2 separate regions of the Sus scrofa genome follow, and region 1 is linked to region 2. Evidence: chromatin contacts called from public Hi-C data. All regions are on one chromosome and are shown on one strand. The core of a region is the stretch at or near the end of the contact, and the rest is flanking DNA. Distances in the headings are between cores, read along the strand shown.

Evidence for each region. A called contact is a pair of places that touch in the nucleus more often than the background predicts.
Region 1: a contact with region 2 is called in a Hi-C map of subcutaneous adipose tissue, with 2.3 times the contacts expected there. A contact is called at or near these places in 4 of 47 Hi-C or Micro-C datasets (embryonic fibroblasts, mesenteric adipose tissue, retroperitoneal adipose tissue and 1 more) and 1 of 2 datasets of targeted methods (alveolar macrophages).

Annotation. Positions count from the first base shown.
Region 1 is chr5:6,109,046-6,113,250 of Sscrofa11.1, reverse strand. No RefSeq gene overlaps it. Among named protein-coding and RNA genes, the nearest start is that of A4GALT, 27 kb to the right of the region's middle.
Region 2 is chr5:5,826,204-5,830,154 of Sscrofa11.1, reverse strand. It overlaps TTLL1 (probable tubulin polyglutamylase TTLL1), which reads right to left. Exons shown (of 13, transcript XM_003481524.3): 13 at 2,533-2,811. The coding sequence ends at 2,682. Among named protein-coding and RNA genes, the nearest start is that of PACSIN2, 25 kb to the left of the region's middle.

The sequences.
Region 1 (4,205 bases), core at 46-2,545, 280 kb before region 2:
GGGCCCAGAATCAAACCCGAGCCGTCTGGGTCCAGAGCCCACCGTCTGAACCAGCAGCAAAATCCAAAAGCCATTACGTTTTTTCTTGAGATGTCATTTTGGCATTAACAACACAGTGGAACTGTGCCCAAAACACTGGCAAGTTCCAAATAAAACAAAATGCGACATTCTTCATACTTCAGTACAAGGCATTCTGGAAGTGTGTGCCATAGAATGACTTGCATTTTCCCACAAGAGCCCGAGGGGTCAGACATGGCAGTTCCTCCCCATTACCCATCTCTCTGTCTTATGTAGCAATAGATGTTTTAGCTGGGCACCTGTCTTCCCACCTACCTGTGCTTCGTCCCTAGTTCCCCTTGCAATTAAGGGGAGTAAGGTCTAGTCAGTGGGTTAAGAGCAGAAGCGATGGGAGTGATCTCTGGGTTGGGTCTGCTGGCTGACTAGGGGTGCAATGGCAGGAGCTGGAGCAACCGCTTTGGACCATGAGACAGAAGTTGAGTGTGGAGGGACCAATAGGGTAGCAGAAGCCTGGGGTGTTTGAATGATGTGGGGAAGTAGCCAAATCCTTAAGCCCTGACTGTCCACCTCTGGCCTCTTACCTAAGAGAGAAATAAAATTCTACCTTCTTTAAGCCTTTGTTAATTTCAGTGTTTGTTTCTTCATCTCAAATTGTATGGTAATTTACAGAGGATCCAACAGGAAGGGAAAGGACTTGTCCAGAGATGTAATAGCTGGGCCAGCAGGTCTGTGGTTCTTCCCTGTCCTGAAATTCTGTGGTTTTGTGATAGGAGAGGGTTGGGCGGAGCTGAGGGCTTCCAGCTGTTTCGAGGCTCGAGACTGGAGGCTGCTCTCTTCCTTTTCTTTGCGTGAACTATTTTCCCTTAACCTCAGTTCTGACCTTCTGTAATGGAACTGGGGGTTGGACTGCATTTAAAACCCAGATGGAAAGTAAGAAGCTGTTTGCAGCTGAATTTTCCTTTTAGTCTCTCTGGGAAGTTGGGACAGTTTATGAATATTTTGCAACGGCCAGAAATCCATTTTGTGAAATGCTGCTTTTGTGTTTTGTTTTGGTTTGGTTTTTTTCTCTCTGCCAAAACATCACAAAGTCATCAGGGGTTTTATAAACTCTGATTAAAAAAAAAAAAAAACCTAACACTTGATTTCCCAGCATGGCTAGGATATGGCATTTCCTGGTGAAGAAATATTCCATTTATTTAGCTTCTCTGAGGTTGTCGAGCATGTAGGGACTTTCCTGGGACAGGGGACAGAGTGAAAAGGCCATGACTAGGGGTGACAAAAGCAGAAGCGAGAGGGGATGTGGGGTGGCCCGGGGTTGGGGCTGGGAGCCCCAGCCACCGCAAAGCTCGAGCAGAGGCGGAAATGGAGGAGAGGGTGATGGAGCAGCATTGGCGGGGCTCAGAGTTCTGAAGGCAAGGAAGTCAGGTGGCTGGTTTCAGGGGCACAGTCCCCACGCTGGCCTCTCTGTGATAGGCTGCTTCTGTCCAGGGGGACTCGTTTGGCATGGCTGGTCAGACTGGCGAAATATGGGAGAAGCAGAAGTTGATTAAAGACCAGTGTCAAAATGACATTGATGCAACAGAACAAAGGGTGGGGGAAAAATGTAATTGTAACATATACATGTAAGGATAACTTGATCCCCTTGCTGTACAGTGGGGAAAAAAAAAAAAATGACATTGACCACAAATGTTCTGTCCTGACCTAGCCATCTTGCAAAATGGGTCACATACACCCTTCCTCAAAGGGTGAGTGTGAAGCTTAAATGCGTTAAGCGTGTATAAAGCGCTTATGAGCCTGCTTGGCTGAGAGTAACGGCTGGAAAGGGTTCCTTGTCCCTGCCGCTGCCTCGTCATCATCATCATCATTTTCTCCCCCTCCCCCACTCAGGTGAACAGTTATTTTTTTATTTTTTAAATTTTTTTATCTTTTTTGCTATTTCTTTGGGCCGCTCCCGCGGCATATGGAGGTTCCCAGGCTAGGGGTCCAATCGGAGCTGTAGCCGCCGGCCTACACCAGAGCCACAGCAACGCAGGATCCGAGCCACGTCTGCGACCTATACCACAGCTCACGGCAACGCCGGATCGTTAACCCACTGAGCAAGGGCAGGGACTGAACCCGCAACCTCATGGTTCCTAGTCGGATTCGTTAACCACTGCGCCATGACAGGAACTCCATGGTGGACAGTTATTGACTGGAGTCACTTGTGGGCTTTCATGACCAAGAAAGTTTTTGTCATAAGAAAGTTCCACGTTGCAATTAAAACAGTGGGTTGCTAAAGGCAAATGAGGAGGTGATTCCGTTTCCCTGAGATTTGAGGAACTTCGTGTTTGGGATTTTTGTCTTTGTTATTTTTTTATTTTTTTTGTCTTTTTGCTATTTCTTTGGGCCGCTTCCGCGGCATGTGAAGGTTCCCAGGCTAGGGGTCTAATCGGAACTGTAGCCACCGGCCTACGCCAGAGCCACAGCAACGCAGAATCCAAGCCGCGTCTGCAACCTACACCACAGCTCACAGCAACGCCGGATCGTTAACCCACTGAGCAAGGGCAGGGACCGAACCCTCAACCTCATGGTTCCTAGTCGGATTCGTTAACCACTGCGCCACGGCGGGAACTCCCGGATTTTTGTCTTTGAAGCGCAGTCGATACTGACACGTATCCCCTTGGACGGCTTTGAAGTTCCACCACCGCCTTTGCCATGGTGCTTCCCGCCCTGGCCCCACCCTTCCCAGCTCCTCTTTATGATGATTGAAAACAAAATTAATTGCGGTAAAATACACATAACATAAAGTGTAGCCTCTTGGAGTTCCCACTGTGGCACAATGGGATGGGCAGCGTCTTGGGAGCTCTGGGACGCAGGTTCGATCCCTGGCCTAGCGCAGTGGGTGAAGGATCTCACGTCGCTGCAGCTGTGGCTTGGATCTGATCCCCGGCCTGGGGATCTCCCTGGCTTATCTTCATTTTTACTTAGAATATCATCTTGGGTGTAACATGATTTCTCTCTCAACCTTCGCTGTCATCAATCCTTGTTTTCTTCCAAACTCCAGCAGAACGAACTCTCTACCTGAATATTTCAACTGCAGGGAGGCAGTGTCACATCTCGTGACTTTAGGCCAGGCTGCGGTCACCCCTGCACGCCCCCTGCTCTGCCCCCACCGCGGGCCCCGTGCACACAGCAGATCCGACCACAGGGCAGTGCACACTTCATCCTCACCCTATAGGGGGGTCCTCTGGGGCAGAGGGGGGCACCTTGTCAAGCTATTCCCTCGAAGATGCTAGGCCCTCCAGAAAGAGCTGGTCCAAGAGAATGGGGCCAGACTTACTGAAGACTCATGGTAAATATGTAGTAGGAGAGGCAGCTCAAAAGACGGGTCCTGACTTAGAGGGTACAGCGCATGTGCTCAATCAGAGACCAATGGATCCCCAAACAGAACCGAGTCAGGAATCAGGACCACACTCAGTAATCACTCACAGCACTTTGTCTCCTGTCCCTGAACTTGCAGGGAGAAGTGTTTCCAGCAGAGGACAGGACGGTGGTTCCACTGTGTTGGAAGCCGGGACCGCCACGGGCCATGTTAGTCTCCTGATCTGCGGGGCCCACAAACATACATAAAAGAAATCTATGGGGTTCCCATCATGGCGCAGAGGAAACGAATCCCACTAGGAACCATGAGGTTTCAGGTTTGATCCCTGGCCTTGCTCAGGGGTAAGGGATCTGGTGTTGCCGTGAGCCATGGTGTAGGTTGCAGACGCGGCTCGGATCCTGCGTTGCTGTGGCTGTGGTGTAGGCCAGGAGCTACAGCTCCAATTTGACCCCTAGCCTGGGAACCTCCATGTGCTTCGGTTTTTTTGGTCTAAAAAGACAAAAAACAAAAACAAATAAAAATTTGGGAAAATAGGCATTCCCATCGTGGCGCAGAGGTTAACGAATCCAAGTAGGAACCATGAGGTTGCGGGTTCGATCCCTGCCCTTGCTCAGTGGGTTAAGGATCTGGCGTTGCCGTGAGCTGTGGTGTAGGTTGCAGACTCGGCTCAGATCTTGAGCTGCTGTGGTTGTGGTGTAGGCTGGCAGCAATAGCTCTGATTCAACCCCTAGTCTGGGAACCTCCATATGCCAAGGGAGCGGCCCAAGAAATGGCAAAAAAGACAAAAAAACAAAAAAATGGGGGGAAAATAAATGCCCTTCTGGTT
Region 2 (3,951 bases), core at 650-3,149:
CCCCAGGCCCAGGGAACGTCCATATGTTGCGGGTGTGGCCCTAAAAAGACCAAAAAATAAAAATAAAAAAATAAATTGTGAAATGACCAGATGCTGAAAACTTTCAGACTTCAGAAATAACCCCCTTCCTCCAAAATCAAATGGAAAAAATTAACGGGAGCGGATAAGAAAATGGAAATTGCCATCCTGGATGATTCCAAATGGGACATCAGGGCTGGGGGCCTGGGCCGAGGGATGGACGGTCTGTTTCCAGCCTGGGAGTTTCCCGTCGCCTGCTTCGGACACCGCATACTTCCCACCCGTGTGTGTTCTGGAACCAGTGGGAGGAAACATCTGCCCAGAACAGGACATCGCTAATGTAACCGTCAATATTTGACATAAATCTCTTTAGCAGACTTTTGCTCTCACCTAGCAACCTGGCCAACGGCAAGCTAACGTCTCCCCTCCGGCCTGATTCAACTGCCCCGGGGCTCAGCCTGAGGTCACTTCCCAGCCAGGGACTCCACCCTTTCCCAGACACATCCGAGACGCAACAATAAAGCAACAGAACAGAGAGCCTGGGTTGTAAGCAGTGGTGGGTGGGACAGCCATGTGTGGAGGCCACCGGGGCTGCGTGGATTCTGCCACCTGCCTGGGGAGGAAGACGCAGTGGGGCTGGAGCAAAGCGAGGCAGGGTGGGCAGTGGCACTTGTGACTTCCGAGGCAAAGAGAATTAATCCTCTTTTTAAATACCAGGAAGCAAAGGTCCAAAGAGCCACCATCAGCCTTGGGACCAACCAAGAAACGGCAGAGCCAGGCCTTAAGCCCAGGTCTGACTCCCAGGCTGGCGGTCAACACCTGCCATCAGCACCCGGCCTCAATATCAAGGTCGCATTACCCAGGGCCTTGGATGGCCACCCCACATTGCTCTGTAAGTCACGGGCACCCTGTAAACACACCCCATCCAGAGCTCGTCCTGCTGGTGGCTGCCAACAGCGCTTACCTCTGCGTCTGCGGTAAACCCAGAGGCTGATGTCACTGAGGCCATGTGGCGGGAATGGTCTGGGCTCGCCCGACGGCAGACTCACCTACAAAACCCACCCTTCTCTGAGCACCGACACAAAGGCCCTTGGACCGATAAACACCGAGGATTATTTCTAGTTGCCTGTTTTCCTCCCAATCACAGTCAAGCAAGAAGGAATGAAACCAGAGTAGCTGTCCGATTAAATATTTTGCTTCTCGCAGCCGCGTGATTCTGTAAGATCGTCAGGTTTTGGTTTTCAGTTGATACAAAGTTTTAAAAACATGACTACACAACATGCCGAAGCTGTTATTTTCTGTCAAAAGAGCTCATTTTATACATCTGCGATTCAGTTCTTTCGGCTCTATGAAATAGATTGTGATACTATTTATAATGATTTATAATCAGAAAATTATATGTGATTTATAATCAGAAGTATAGATTTGGTCTCTGTCCCCTTCCCTGGCACACAACTCCTACAACCTTTGTGATTTCCTCGTTTTTTTTTTTTGCTTTTCAGGGCCGCATCCAAAGCACATGGAAGTTCCCAGGCTAGGGGTCGATTCAGAGCTACAGCTGCCTACACCACAGCCACAGCCACACCTGATCCGAGCCTTGTCTTCGACCTACACCACAGCTCACGACAACACTGGGCGAGGCCAGGGATCAAACCTGCAACCTCATGGCTCCTAGCCAGATTCATTTCCGCTGAGCCATGAGGGGAACTCCGTGATTTCCTTTCTAAGAGCTACGCGACATCTGTCTGTTTAGTTTTGCTCCCAGTTCCTCAGTGAAATGGGTGCCTTCTATTTTTCCTAACGAGCCCCTCTCAAGCCTGTCAGAGTCTGCGCTACTGACGGGTGGCTGGGGCTCCTCCGTAGATAACCTTGCTTGGGAGCTGGCTGCCATGGCAACCAACCACGTGCTCAGAGGGTTGGAACTGTCCCCAGGAAGGAAGGGGGGCTGGAGGTTGAGCCGATCCAAATGCCCGAGCATTAGTCCATCACGTCTATTCATAAATACCCATGGGCTATGGAGTGCAAAGAGCTTCCAGGCTGCTGAAGGCCTGGAAGGGCTGGGAGGGTGGTGCCCCCAAAGCTCACCTCACCCTGAGCACCTCTTCCATCTGGCTCTTCCTGAGTCGCGTTTGTTAGCCCACCGGTAATCTAGCAAGTACACTGTTTTCCTGATTCCGTGAGCCACGCTAGCCAATTAATTGAACCCCAGGATGGGGTCGTGGGAACCCCTGATTTATAGCCAGTTGGTTGGAAGCCCAGTTAACAGCCTGGACCTGTGACTGGCACCCGACGTGATGAGAGCGGGAGGCAGTCCTGCGGGGCTGAGCCCTCCCCTGTGGCATCTGACACCATCTCCAGGCAGACAGTGTCCGAGTTGAGTTAAACTGTGGGACACCCAGAGCCAGCGGAAGAACCGCAGAATTGCCTGGTGTGGCAAAAATCCCGACACGTCTGGTGTCGGAAGTACCGTGTGTGTGAGAGAAAAGGAGAAACGGCGTTTTCCCATCAGACTCCTTGACCTTCCAAAGAAGTGCCTTTATTTATTTACAGGGTTTAGGAAAGGAAAAAAGCTCTAGAAAAAGGGAATTCCAAAATAGGTCTTGGACGGGGGGGTGCAGTGACAAGTTCTGCCCGGGTGGGTCCAGGCTGGGGTCTCGCTGCGGTCACTTCCAGGTTGTGAGGGTGGCTCTCCCCGAGTCTCTCGATCGGCCCCCTCTGGGCCCCAGGGACGGGCCCGGCCGACTTCTCAGCTCCCGGTCAGCCCCGTCCCCTTGTGCCAGCTCCTCGTCGTACCTGGAAGCAGTTCCGGGATTCAGCAGCGGCGGCGGGGCTGAGGCTGCGGTGTGGCAAAGCCCACCTCACCCAGAAAGCAGCCTGGCCCGGTGCCCCACACCTCCAGCCCGCCTGCTCACCAGGTGGCCCTGGCGGCCCCCCAGCCACCACCCCAGGCCACGGAGCAGCTGAGAGCCACCTTGTTAAGCCGCTGTTGTGGACGGTCCCGCCCCTGCAGCTGACATTTGAGACAGGCCACCAGACTGAATCCAGCAATGACCGCCAAGGAAAAGAAGAGGACACCAGCGCAGTGAGGGGAAGTGCTGTCTGGAAACACATTCCCCGCAGCAGCTCACGCGGCATCTGCGGGCAGGGATGACGAACGCCATTCCAGACCGGGGATGGGTGTGAGTGACCCGCCCGCCCAGGCAGGGAGGCCAGGACCCAGAGGCTCAGGAGCTCACTCCTGGGACAGGCCAGCACCGCCACCACCAGCTGTGACCTGCCCTGCCCACTGCTGCCCCCCACGAACGTCCCTGCATCAGAAAGAACTGGTCTAGAACCTCAGCGCCCCTGACCACTAGGGCACCTGGGTGATTCCTGGCCTTTCTGGCTGGGGTGGGGCCCCGCTCTCAGGAGCCGCGTGCGAGTGGTGAAATCCACAGCCCCTCGCACCTCGCAGGCTCCAGCGGAGGGGTCTCCTACGGCCCGTGGCTTCCTATGACCCTCTGAACAGACCGGCAGGCATTAGGATGAGGGGCTCAGAGAGGTTTACCCAGTGTGTTAAGGTCACACAGCTGGTACATGGCAGAGGTAGAATTAAATAAAACCCAGGACTCCGGATTCCAATCCCTGAACTTTCTACCCTGCAGCCCAGAGCGTGAAGCTTCTGTCCCCTGGGAAAGTGCATGCTGGGGGTCACTGCTGACCACGCCTGACCGAGGCCCCTCTGACATTCACCTCAAACGCAAAAAGCACAAAGACACTCGGTTACGCTGCACTAGCTCCCTTCTGCAGACTTCTGGAAAAGGGTGTGTTTCCATCACAAGCTTATTCCAGAATCACAATCTGTGGTTGAGCGTGCTGTGGGGCAGAGGCTTCTGAGGTTAAAGGGCGAGTCTTCTGCGCATTTGTGCTTCTGGCAGCAAATGGGGCTGAGAG